2 separate regions of the Arachis hypogaea genome follow, and region 2 is linked to region 1. Evidence: chromatin contacts called from public Hi-C data. All regions are on one chromosome and are shown on one strand. Each heading gives the region's core, a stretch centred on a gene start, on an enhancer-like site or on the middle of the called end of the contact. The rest is flanking DNA. Distances are from core to core; before and after follow the strand shown.

Evidence for each region. Hi-C and Micro-C count contacts between places; a contact is called where the count stands out from the background.
Region 2: a Hi-C map of leaf shows a contact between it and region 1, with 4 times the contacts expected there. The contact joins the promoter of LOC112758170 here to the enhancer-like site in region 1. A contact is called at or near these places in 4 of 8 Hi-C or Micro-C datasets (leaf and an unstated tissue).

What each region holds. Positions count from the first base shown.
Region 1 is chr16:17,760,436-17,764,266 of arahy.Tifrunner.gnm2.J5K5, reverse strand. No RefSeq gene overlaps it. Among protein-coding and RNA genes, the nearest start is that of LOC112756765, 20 kb to the right of the region's middle. Within about 2 kb of position 2,171, at least 3 of the 3 cell types and tissues checked have open chromatin away from gene starts, as enhancers often do.
Region 2 is chr16:17,836,779-17,840,609 of arahy.Tifrunner.gnm2.J5K5, reverse strand. LOC112758170 (branched-chain-amino-acid aminotransferase-like protein 2) reads left to right here and starts at 1,701. Exons shown (of 20, transcript XM_025806768.3): 1 at 1,701-1,915; 2 at 2,058-2,156; 3 at 2,626-2,697; 4 at 2,788-2,880; 5 at 2,961-3,098; 6 at 3,181-3,239; 7 at 3,402-3,504; 8 at 3,606-3,797. The coding sequence starts at 1,829.

The DNA.
Region 1 (3,831 bases), core at 922-3,421:
ACTTCCCCTAAATATCTTCTACTTCATCTAGAAGGTAGATCTCAACAAACTCTCAAGATAAAGGGAATATTTATCTATCAACAAAGGTGGAGCTACTCCAAAAGGTGGTTATCTATTCTACTATAAATACACTAATACTTCTCAGGTATATTCAAGTCCCAATCTACTAAAAACCTACTTAAAATTTTTGCTAACTTAAGTATCGGAGTCTCTTGCAGGTACCACCCCACTTCCTCACGAGGAATTCGGATGGCGACACCTCAGTACCAGAACAAGTCAAACGCTACGTACCTCGAAAGGAGTTTGGATCTCACGTCCAGACCCAATCACCGTTTTAGGTAATCCCAAAACATCGGACTTATAAGATTAACATGTAATTAAAATGCATTTAAGCGAGGACATCTTAATATCTTATACATTAATTAAATTAAAAACAAATGAATGTACAACTTGTAGGCTTTATATTTCTAGCTACGTTACCGTACGAAATAACAATACTATATCATCAGCTAGCTAGAATGAGTTGATTAAGAAATAAACCTTGAATTTAGATTTGCTTAGTAGTGGTTGAAACATACGTACTTTTTGCTTGCTTTGAATTTTAAACAAAGATTGTCTCTTTACCACTTCTAGGTCCTTTCCTAAGGGCAAGTAGTTAGTTTTGTTTGTGATTCTTCTGTGATGAGAATTTCAAAGATAGATAGGGTTCATTTAATTACGATTTACTGATCTCTCATCATGATTATTTTTATGATAATAATTGTTTCTTTGAACCTAAACAAAATTCCAAATTGCATATAGGGGCTAAATAAAGAGAGACCTAGAGGTAGCTTTTTTGATACTCCTGTGCATTTTGTTTATCCTTGCATGTTTTTGGGTCCCATTATGAAGTTGACATTGAAACTACAATTTTTAATTTTTTTTTTTCTGAAATTAGAAATAAAATTCAAACTCAAAACCTTTAGGTGAGGATGGAAAAATTATGTTATTTAAATTACAGTTTATTGATAAACTACAATTTTTACTTGTTTATTTATTAGTAAATAAAATAATTAAGATTAGAATATTCAACACACTTTGGTTTTTCTATGCAAGTAAGTTGCTCATATAAAGTAAAAAAAGGAAGGTATCTGTAGTATATGCCATCAATTAATCATCATTATATATAAATAATAAGTGAGTTCCTCATATTATTTTGTGTGCTTTGATTAAAGCCGTTCTCAAATATAAGAAGCAAGTAACCACTTGAACAATATAAGCCTTGTTGCTTGTATGCTTTCCTAGCAAATGCGATTGTAAGAACTACTAAGCAGGGTGCGTGCGTGCATGCAAAAGGTTCTAAAAGTTTTGTAATTTTTTATTTAAGATTTTTTTTCCCAAAATTTTAATCAAATTTCTTAGAGAATTATAAAGTTATATTCTTTTCTTCAACTTACACAAATTTAAAACATAAAATGGAAAACTATAAATCATTTTACCATTAAATCCGCAACTAAATTGTACATAAGCTATTAGTCAAATTAAAATATAATTTTTGTTCAGTAATTTGAAAATAAAAAATAACGAATTTATTATTTTTCCAAAACTTAAAAAAAAAATTAAATTCTTAATATATATTAAAAATTTTAAGAATTTTTCTAAGTTTTGAAGAGTAATGATATTGTCATTCATATTTTTTATAATGTCACTTTATAAATAATTTTTTGCATTATATGTTTGTTTAAATTTGTAAAAAAATGATAATATATATAAACACTCATTCAAAAAAAGTTATCTACAAACAAAAGATAAGCCACCAAATTAGTCTGTATGTATTTAACTATTTATATATAAATATATTTATAATTTAATTTATTTTTAATATATATATTTTAAATTTCTACATGTATTTTAATTTATAAAAGTGATTGATTTAGTAATTGATTATATATATATATATATATAAAAAGATAATATTCTTTTATTGATTGAAAGGTTCCATTTTTTTTAACATGGAAAGGTTCCATTTTAAGTTGGTCTTACTTTTTTTTGGTTAGACGATAAATGGTGAACACCTCCGGGTGATTTTTCAATTATATATATAAAAAAATTACAATAGGGTAGATAGGGTATGTAGGAATGCGTTTTTTTTTTGGTCGGAGGTTTCACTTTGCCGTTTTGTGTTTTTTATAAGAACCTTGTTTCTTTTTTTTTGGGCCCGCAGAACCTTGTGTCATTAATTGTTGTAACTAACGATAGAGTTGAGCTCCAGCCCAAAATAGCCTCTTTTTGTTTTGTTAGAACCTTGTATCCATGTCTAAAAAACCTTGCATCCCGTTAGTTGTTGCATCAAGGATCACCCAACAACAACAACAACAATATCAATAACCAAGTCGAGTGGTTAGCTGACTTGTCCGCTTAAACCTTAAGCAAGTGTTGGGAGTTCGAATCTCACCTTATGCATGCAGCAACCCATTGGTCAGCGACCGACCCTTAAATGGGATTCAGATCTGCGACGGATTAGTCCTTGACCTGTCGGGTTAGGAAATATCGTGGAAACAAAAAAACAACAACATAAATTATCATCATCATCTTACTAATATGTATTTTAAGGTGATATTTTAAAAATATTATAAAAAAATATTTCATTAAGAATTATTGAAAAGATTTTTTTCATATTTTAAATACATTAAATACATCAAAAATTTAAAAAAATATATTATTATTCTCTTAAAACGTGTCTTTAGAAATAAGATAGTTAAATTCTAATAATAAAGAATTTTGAATAATGCTATATGAATAAATTTTTTTGTAAATTAACTAAGTTGGTCTAATATATATTAACAAAAATTATTCTCATTATTTTTACTCATTCATTCACTTACTCATTTATTTATCTAAACTTTATTGTTTAACTTGGTTAGACTTAATTTAAAAAAAAATTATACGTATAATATTTCTCAAAAACTTTTCCATCGAGAATGACAACGGAATGAATTTCTTCATTCTATTAACAATTACCATTGATTGACTGAATGATGTTATTGAACACCTATTAATATGCCATTATGCTATGATCTAGTTTCCATTATACTTTTGAATATTTCGGTTTCCTGTGTTAAAACATATTACTAACAAAAAGAGTAAAGTATTGTTTTTATCTCTAACGTTTGGGACAAGTTTTATTCGTATTTTTAACGTTTAAATAATTTTATTTGTATCCCTAATATTTATAAAAGTGATTCAATATTATTTTGCCGTTAATTATATTAACAGATCAGATTATATTTTCAATTATTCTCACTTGGATGTATTCGATCATTCTCAATTAGGTCTCATTTGGATGTGTTCGATTTCAATATTGTATCCATTATTTGAGTTCAGGTTCAATTATGTTCCTAAAAAGGTGAATTATGTAAATGTTGCAGGGATTAGTTTTAATTTTTGATGAGCTATTATTCGGAGTGGATCATCGGTTCTGTCCCAGACATTTGTATTCTAATTTTAAAAAGAGATTTTCAGAAATCCAACTAAAGCTCATGGTGTATAATTGACGGTAGGATAACATTGAATCACTTTTACAAACGTTAGGAATACAAATAGGATGATTTAAACGTTAGGGACACAAATAGGACTTACCCAAAACATTGGGATAAAAACGATATTTTACTCTACTAACAAATATATCAAAGATTATGTGCATGTCTAAATTATTTTTTTATCAACCAAATCCACTTTTTAACTTTTTTGAATTGTGAATTTTGGTGTTTGGGTATTTTTTTTTCATGATTATCAACATTCAATCTCTTTAACGAATATGTGGTAGGAGTATCTATGAAAGAATTCAACGTT
Region 2 (3,831 bases), core at 452-2,951, 77 kb before region 1:
GGAGGCGCTGCAGCTCTGGATCTTTACGGAGCGAAGATTTTACTAGTGGTTTAAGATTTATTTTAGAATTTTAAATTCGAAATTTTGAATTCTAACTAATTTAATTTTTGGATGTGTATTTAAATTGCAATATATTAATAATTAAATATATTAAATCTGAAATAGAAATTTAAAGTTGAAATTTAAATTTTAAATTTTAGTTTTATTTAGTTTGTATTTTAATTATGTATTTAATTTTAAAAAGATACTAAATTTATGTATAATTTTTAGATGTGTTTATTTTATTTTTTTTAAATTATTGTAATAAAAAATTGAATATTGTACAATTTTTAAAGAATCCCTAGTTGAATTGATATGAATTATGGAGTACAAGGAGTTAGTATTCTCATGCTATGAAATAAGAGTCTTAAAAAAAAACTAGATAATCTCGCAAAATAAAAAAAATAAGAATACTATCTCCCAATTAAAAGATTCTTGAGAAAATAGATATTAATTAATCAGCAATTGAGACCGTTGTAACATCGAACAACAATCGCTGCCATGATCTTGTAGAGTAGTATAATTTTGTCAAACCATTGGCATTTTGAAAATTACCTCTGTTTTAAAGAAAAGAAGAAGATGTATATTATATGGTATCAATTATATGGTATCAATTTGAATTTATTTTTTAATTAAATATTATTGTAATTTGATTAAATTAGTTTATATCTTATCTATATTTTAAATTTCTTTTAATTTAAAATTCGAATACTATATAATTCAGTTTAAAAAATAATAATTACAATTTTTAAATTATAAAATTTAAAATTTGGATAAAATAAATAAATTTAAACTAACCAAATTACAATAGTTTGAGTCGGATTAGATTAAAAAATAAATTCAAATCGATATGACACAAATTAAAATTATTAGAATAAAATTGGATTAGATTAAAAAATTAAAAATCAAATTAATATAATTCGAATTATAAAAAATTATATCAATTTTAGTTTCTAAAATAATTCAAATTGTATTACAAATACCTTTTCTTTGTTTTTGATTTTTTTTAAAGATATAATTTTTATTGTATAAAAGAATTTTACACCTAAAGTACATTATGTTCTCGTGGAGTACATTATGTCAAGATAAATAGATTTTTTTCGATATGTTAAATGAATATTATCTAATGGATAAAGAAGAAAAAAAAAACAATATATAAATGAATCAATGAATTAAAAGAATCATGTTTATACATATTTAATATTTTTTTCCTTATCTCATTTAAGATACGTGTAAATATATATCATTATAAATAAGATAAATAATATGAAAAAATATAAATAATTTTAAAAATACATGTATTAATAAATAATAAATTTTATTTATTTATTTATACAAAATTTTAGAAAGACACTCTAATACAAAGTAAAAGAGTGCATAGAAAAAGAGAAAGAAAATAAAAAATAATGTCTTGTGAGTTCGTTATTTTTCTAATGGGAACATATAGTATAAATTTGTGTGTGAATATAACTATATTTATAGCAATTAAAGACCGCCAGGTAACAAAACTTTGGCTGCTATACCAAAATAACAAAAGCAGTGTGCGTAACCCACACAAAGGACACTTTACATTTGCATGCAACAATGCAACAAATTCGACCGCCACGGTTTCCAGTACGATAATATTGGCAGGGTTGTTATTTGTTACGCTACCCCAGCCCCTAAGCCAATTGGAGTACGTAAATGTGTCATCATATTTGTCGACTCAAATTTATGTCAAAGTGTTCTTAATTATTCTGCATTAAAAAGATAAATAACTTCGAAATTCGGAAGAAGCATCAGATCAGAGATGGTGGGAAGTGAAATAGTGGAGGTGATTCACTCATGGTCTGCACCAAGATCCTTAAGTACTAGTACCATGTATTCTTTTGCTCAGGTACCTTCTTCATTGTTAAATGCAAATTCATTGTTATTATTATCACTTAGTAATAATGGTTCATTTTAGTGATCATTTTTGGTGTTGAAGATTATCCTAACTACATACTATTCTGAGTTTTGATTTATAAAATGGTGTGCAGAGGGATGACATAGAAGTTCTTGATGAGCCTCTCTATGCAAATTTCCTTCGAGTTACTGGTCTTGATAGACCTTACAGGAAAGAACTACTCTCCAAAATGGTATCTATGTCTCTCTCATTTAAATTCCTGCATCATCATCATTATTATTAGGTTTGTTGGTTCCTATAATTTTACCAAAGTTTTAATTAGATAGCTATATTTATTTTTCTTTTCAATTGAGTTTTTTAACTGTTTTTAATTTTGTAATTAGATCATTTTCATGTCAAAAACGTTAAAATTAACATAATATTTTTCTTAAAATATATGCTGTCAAAGATCTAATTAGATTTTTAATTATGAATACCTTCAATTCAGTTAATTCTAATATTTTTACACTAGAAAGAACCTAATTATAAAATTAAAAATAGTGTAAAAACCTAATTGAAAGAAAAAAAAAATATAAAAATCTAATTACAAATTTGATAAAACTATAAGGATCAACAGAATAATTAAATCTTATTATTATTATTATTATTATCTCTCTCACTTTGCATGTTCCATGTTGAAATTTGTGTTTCAATTGTAAAAGGAATCTGATGGAAATAAGGTGGTGAATGATATAATTTTTGGTCCAGGAAGGATGAAGTATAGATATTGTAAGGTAAGTACTATTATCTTGTCTGTAATGATATGTGAAATTCCTCTTTTGTTCTTCAAACTTGTTTACTTCACTTAATTTCACTGTTTTCAGCACATAGCAAAGCAAAGGGTACCAGGTTTGACAAATGATCTAATGAAGAAAGGGAAACACTTCATTCTGATCAGAAATCCTCTTGACATTTTGGTAACAACACTTGATTATTATGAATAAACAAAATAGTGAAAATACTCTTGATTTTTGTAATTTGTCACATGTGAATGCAGCCATCATTTGACAAGGTTGTGGCTCCATCTTTCTTTGAGTTGGGATTGGCAGAGCTTGTCTGTATATACAACGAGCTTCGCGAGCTAGGCAAGTCGCCGCCTGTTATTGATGCTGCAGACCTTCAACAACATCCTGAGGTATCTCTCTAGCTATATACTTCAACAATACTAAACCATTCATTTTATAATATCAATGGTCATGGCCTTGTTTAATTTGTAGGCTACTCTGCGAGGTCTTTGTGATGATTTGGAGATCCCTTTTCAACCTACCATGCTCAGGTATATATGCATGCTAGGATTTAGTCATTTTTTCAGACATGTTGTTAGTGTATTCATTAATTTATCTTCTGGTGTATTATATATATTCAAATACAAGGATTCTTATTTGCAACAATCATTTTTGCATGCATGAAAAGTTGAAAAATTTACAAAATTTTGCAGTTGGGAAGAAGGTCCAAAATCAATAGATGGCTTATGGGCACCTTGGTGGTATGAATCTATTCATAAATCTACTTGTTTTAACCAAGCGAAAAGGTATCCTCAGGTAATGTTATGTTTCTGTTTTTTATGTTCAATTTCATGTTCTGTTGAGTCTAGGACATTGATTGATTGTGTTCAAATTCAATTTTATTGTTCTCTTTTCAGACATTTCCATTTTCTCTGTATGATCTGTTGGAGCAAAGTCTACCGTTGTACAATATGCTTCGACGCCATGTGAAGAAGAAGCAATCATCACTTCTAAGCCCTCCTTTACCACTTCCTGACCTTCCTGTTCCTACAAATGAGAAAATTCTTGTTTGGGTTGGTGATGAGATTGTGCCGCGTGATAGCGCAAAGGTACTTAATAACTTTTTGAATGGAATTAACATTT